2 separate regions of the Mus musculus genome follow, and region 1 is linked to region 2. Evidence: chromatin contacts called from public HiChIP or PLAC-seq data. All regions are on one chromosome and are shown on one strand. The core of a region is the stretch at or near the end of the contact, and the rest is flanking DNA. Distances in the headings are between cores, read along the strand shown.

Region 1 (2,700 bases), core at 106-2,605, 43 kb after region 2:
CTTTTTTTTTCTTTTTCCTTTTTTTTTTTTTTTTTTTTTTTTTTTGCTGGCTTGTCCATCCCCCCCACCCCCCACCCCCCAGCACTGAATCCACCTCCATACTCCTCAGTCTTTTGTCTTCTGTTTCTGGAATCCCTGTGATTCTTTCCAATTCTGATTCTGCCCCAAGCACCTGAGAGCTCTTCGATGCCTCGATCCTCACATCTGTGTGCGGGGTGAGCACCAGTCTAGCTTCTGGGGCTCCCACACCCAAGGGTTCCAACTCCGGCCCTGCACAGAACTCTCAAGATACTCAGATGTGCCGAGCCCAAGGGCCCACCAAACTTGTTGACACGAAGAGGGATGCTGCAAACAGCCTGTCAAAAAAGCCAGACCGTGGAGACCTGCACCTCCCCCTGCTGCTGATGCTGGTGGGGTGTGTGTGTGTGTGTGTGTGTGTGTGTGTGTTGGCTGAGTCTGCAGCACTTGCCTCCAGGGCACAGATTGCTACTTCTCTCCTTACATAAAGCACCTGGCAGCCAGATGAATAATACATAGACCTTCACCTCACACCCAGGTATCAGGCAGGCAGACACCTGCTTTGCCCCACCAAGGCCTCCAAGGAGGGAGGGATGAGATGTCCCGCCTCATACAGTCCTCCAAGAAAGGATACAAACTAAAAATCCGAGCCCGTTCCCCAGACTCCCTAGCTTTGCCACTGCCTGGAGCTCCTTAGCCCCAAGCTAAGCATCCAAGCAAGGTGTCCAAGGGCGTGCCCAGGCAAACAGGCACCACACACCCAAACCAATCTCTAGGGTTCCTTTGAACACCCAGCATCCTGGGAGCCCCAGATCCCTATCCCCCTTCAAATCTACTGACCTGTGTGCAAAGCGCGCGCACACCCCCATTTACGCATGTACCGTCTCAAGGGCCGACCACCGGGCCAGGTCAAAGCCACTGCACTGAGGACCGACGTCTCCCCGCCCCGTTCGGTCGTGCCAGGCTGCAGCACACCCACCGCGGTGCGCACAGTCCCATCGGTAAGAGGCTGGGCCCCGCGCCGCCCACCCCGACTCCCCCACGAGCAGGTCCGGTTACACTCAGGGCCCCGCCACGCTGGCGAAGCGGGCACACCCACGGGCCGCTTGGGGGCCTCCGAGTCCCTGCCTCCCCGCGGGAAGTCCCCAGAGTGGAGTTCTCCCCAAGGTGCAGCCCCCGCCCGGTCCCCGTTCATCCCGTGCATCCGCCGCCCGGGTACCTCAGGAGCCCATGGCGCTGGAGACTGCAGGCGGAGCAGGCGGCGCCGCAGCCCGGTATCTCGGCCGCCGCTGGCGCGTCCCGAGCCCCGCCGGGTACCGCCGCGCCGCGCCTGCGCACTAGGAACGCCGCTGGCGGGGGCGGGGCCGGAGCGCGCCGCTGAGGTCACTCGCCGAGCCTTAAAGGGGCCGCGCGCTGCGAAGCACCACGCGCAATCTCGGGTCAGGAGAATGGTGAGGTCCTCTTGCAACTCGCAAACGCACCGCGAGAGACCCAGGGCCCAGGTTTCCTAGTCCAGTCCCACCCACCACAGTCCTGGGATGCACAGTCTGACCCGCGGGATACAGACTGTCCCGGACACTCGCGAGCTAGCTTGAGTTTCAATTCTCTGAAAGCCTTGTATATGCCAACGCTGAAGGTGAAACGAAATCTAGTTGACGTTTGAGACAGGGAGGGTGAGTGTGAGACTGTGGAACGGACTTCCACGGAACGTTTTGTATAGTTATGCAAAATGAAACTGCTCTAGTGGAGCTGCCCCACCTCATTCCTAGCAGCCTAACGAACCGATTCTAGAGGAGTCATTCCAGCCCCTACCCCACTTTGATTTGTGAGGTCCTCGTCTTACCCAGATGACTGAAATGTGTAATATGCAACCAAGTTTATTTTTATCTCCAGCTCCAAATGTCTACCGACGCCTCTTACTTAGCGGGCTCAGCTGCTTTCCCCTCCACACACATTTCTTCTTCACAGCATTCCCCAATCCCTGCTTCCAGTCTTCAAGCCAGAAAGTCTAGTATTATCCTTGAGTGCTGCCCTCCCTCTCCCCCTCGTCCCATCAGCTTGGGCAAGACATCCTGTATCCCTAGACTCTGACCTCCACACTACTGAACTGCTGTCATGTCCAGGCTCTGCCCAGGTACTGTGAGCATCTACTTAGCCCGATTTTCCAACCTTGTCCTCGGCGGGTCTGTGCCAATGTGAGAATCAGGGATTCCTTTAAAAATCCAAATCGTTGGAGGAATGCTTGCTTACCATTCACCAGACCCTCAATATAATTCTTTGCACCAAAGTAAACAAACAAACGAACCCACCCAAGATGAACTATATGGCACTTTGCTCAAAACCCTTAATTAGTTCCTCATGCCATTCCAAATGAAGCCAACATCTGCAGATCTCTGCACAGCCTTGATCCAGCATCACCCTCCGCAGGCATGCCTGGCCTCATCTCCTTTTCCTGAACACTGACCTCTTGCTTTCCCTACAACCAAGTACAAGCATTCAGCTTCCATGCCTTTGCACCTGCTGTCCCCTCTGCTGGGGCTACAGTTTCCCCAGACATGTCTTCAAAGTCTTGCTTGGCTGGCTTTACTAGGGAAGCTGAAGCAGGATTGTTCTGAGACAAATACCTCCTTCCCAGAGTAAGATTGCTGAGCCCCTCACCTGCAGTCCATAGTCAACATCTCA
Region 2 (2,700 bases), core at 170-2,669:
AGTCCAGCTCCTCTTCCCTGGGAAATACGTGGGCCCTGAGCTGGACTTATATTTTATATCTACAAATAAATCACATTTAATCTTATATTTAGGGAGAGCTGGGTGGCAACAATAGGTTTTTTTTTTAAAAAAAAAAAAAAATTTGCGCAGCTCCCAGAGTTTATTTATTTTCTGACTTCAAGTGAGCCAGTTATCTGCCTTGAGTATTTTGTAGACTTTCTGAATAAAGTCAAGTTCTCTTTTTCCACAAGAGAAGTGTATGTCTTGGACTATTTTGTGTGTGCTCTAAATGAGTGGCCTCGGATGGGTGGGAAGGGACTTATGGGTGAGGGGAGGCTATATCCCATTGCTAGCTCTCACAAGCAGGTGTGGATGGAGATAGGCAAGAAATGAGCTCAGACTGTACAGAGCCAGGGAGAGACAGGTCCTAAGCTTTGAAAACTGTCTTCCTTCTACTTTCACATAAGTCTGATTTTTTTTAAAAAAGATTTATTATTTTATGTAAGTACACTGTAGCTGTCTTCAGACACACCAGAAGAGGGCGTCAGATCTCATAACAGATGGTTGTGAGGCACCATGTGGTTGCTGGGATTTGAACTCAGGACCTTTGGAAGAGCAGTTGGTGCTCTTAACCACTGAGCCATCTCTCCAGCCCCAAGTCTGATTTTCTACAGCCCTGTGGGAACTACATCCCAGTGTTTTTGAGCCAGGGAGAGAGAACTACTGAGTTCTGGGAGCTAGGCTTCAGTCTCAGTCAGGGGATGGGTTTGTATGCATACTCACTGACTCTGCCATCCTGGTGAGGGGTGGACTCCTCTGGTCTTCAGCCAGGGCAGTAGGGTTTTTCTGGGTGGTACTGCCTGGTTTCTTATAGCTCCAGTTTACTTTGAAACACTGGTTCTCAACCTTCCTAATGGTGGGATCTTTTAATACAGTTCATGTTGTAGTGACCCCTAACCATAATCTGTTGCTAGTTCATAACTGTCACCTTGCTGCTGTTATGAATCACAATGTAAATATCTGATATACAACCCCTATGAAAGGATTGGCCGACCCCCGGAGGGGTCACTTTACTATAACGGTGCTATAGAGGACTAGTCTAGAAAAGCCAGAAGGGCTGCAAAACCTAAAAGCACAAGAGATGCTAGAGGAATCTTGTATGTGGCAAGTCCGGGAGTGAGGGAAGAGGCCAAAGAAAGGGGCAGAGGGGAGAGCCCGATCACGTGGCTTGGCTGGACCCACAGAACTTTCTCCCCCTCAGATTGGGGCTGTGCCAAGACTTCTTCCTGAGAGGCCTGGCAGCTGGAAGGGGTATTGGGTGGGGGTGGGGGTGTGCACAGACAATGTAGGTAGGCCGTTTACCTTCGGGTTATAGGCTGCTTAGGAAGTTCCCTCCCCCACGTGCATTCCAGTCATGCCTGTCACCCATAGGCCAGGCTCTTGGAAAGGCATGGTGCATGCAGGGAAGGTACCCATGACCAGGAGCTCCTGCCCTAGGCTCCTGGTCCCTAAGGATGGAGGGTTGGCTCAGGGAAGATGAGGCAGGTGTGCAAGTCTTCTGGGAGATGCCTTACAGAAGAGGTGACCACCTGCCTCTGGAAAAAAACAAGGACTGAGGCCCAGCCCTCTCAGGGATGGGGAGAGGAAATTCCCCGTGTTAGGCTGTCTGGGAAGAGAGAAGAAACTGTCAAATAGGGATGTGGGACCTGATTTTAGACCCAGACGGTGTAAACGCCCCCATGACCTACATCCACTTCACACACAGGAAGAGAGAGGGTGGACGTCTCTGCCCACGGCCACTACACTTCTCCCAGACAAGAGGGGAAAAGAAAAAAAAAACCTCGCTGGCAGGCAGAAGAGATTTCAATACAATCTATATTATCTCATATATATATTTCTTCCTGACTTTATTTGCTTGCTTCTGTCACGCATTTAAAATATCACAGAGACCAAAATAGAGCGGCTTTCTGGTGGAACGCATGGCAGTCACAGGACAAAATACAAAACTAGGGGGCTCTGTCTTCTCATACATCATACAATTTTCAAGTATTTTTTTTATGTACAAAGAGCTACTCTATCTGAAAAAAAATTAAAAAATAAATGAGACAAGATAGTTTATGCATCCTAGGAAGAAAGAATGGGAAGAAAGAACGGGGCAGTTGGGTACGGATTCCTGTCCCCTGTTCCCAGGGACCACTAGCTTCCTGCCACTGAGTTCCCCCACAGCCTCACCCATCATGTCACAGGGCAAGTGCCAGGGTAGGTGGGGACCAGTGGAGACAGGAAGCAGCAACATACTTTGGCCTGGAAGATAAGGAGAAGTCTCAGAAACACACTGGTGGAAGCAATCCCACGGCCGTGCCCCAGGAGCTCCCACCTGTCTGCTGCCTCCCTGGGTGGCTTGGGAGCAGCTGGCCAGGCCCTCTGGGTGGGGCCGAGCTGGCCTCTGGGCCGTGTGGAAGGAAGGAAGGAGGCTAAGAAGGTTGCTAGGATGTGACAGCCCCATGAGGTCCCTCCCTATGGACCCCAGGGAAGGAACCTGTTTGTTCCAGAGGTGACCAAGGGGAGAGCATCCACTGAAGGCTACAAGGTAGGGCTCCCCACCACTCTCCACCTCAAGAGGCTACTGGAGCCAAGACCAAGTGCTGCTTGAATTCTGCTTACCAGGCCCCTGCCACCCTACCTCTGAGATCCCAGCCC

Evidence for each region. HiChIP or PLAC-seq counts read pairs in DNA pulled down with a chosen protein or histone mark.
Region 1: a contact with region 2 is called in an HNF4G HiChIP or PLAC-seq map of pancreatic cancer cells. The contact joins the promoter of Tmem184b here to the enhancer-like site in region 2. A contact is called at or near these places in 3 of 39 promoter capture datasets (the 3T3-L1 cell line, embryonic stem cells and macrophages), 8 of 484 Hi-C or Micro-C datasets (bone marrow-derived macrophages, cortical glia, embryonic fibroblasts and 3 more), 15 of 115 datasets of contacts at active chromatin or transcription factors (the HPC-7 cell line, a colorectal cancer cell line, double positive thymocytes and 11 more) and 4 of 9 other capture datasets (adipose tissue, embryonic stem cells, liver and 1 more).

What each region holds. Positions count from the first base shown.
Region 1 is chr15:79,401,948-79,404,647 of GRCm38.p6, forward strand. Tmem184b (transmembrane protein 184b) reads right to left here and starts at 1,356. Exons shown (of 9, transcript NM_172608.1): 1 at 1,238-1,356.
Region 2 is chr15:79,358,827-79,361,526 of GRCm38.p6, forward strand. It overlaps Maff (v-maf musculoaponeurotic fibrosarcoma oncogene family, protein F (avian)), which reads left to right. Exons shown (of 3, transcript NM_010755.4): 3 at 1-250. It overlaps Tmem184b (transmembrane protein 184b), which reads right to left. Exons shown (of 9, transcript NM_172608.1): 9 at 1,858-2,700. Among named protein-coding and RNA genes, the nearest start is that of Maff, 13 kb to the left of the region's middle. Within about 2 kb of position 1,420, at least 38 of the 459 cell types and tissues checked have an H3K27ac peak or open chromatin away from gene starts, as enhancers often do. A contact at or near this core is called in a colorectal cancer cell line, embryonic fibroblasts, pancreatic cancer cells and 1 more, where this site is marked.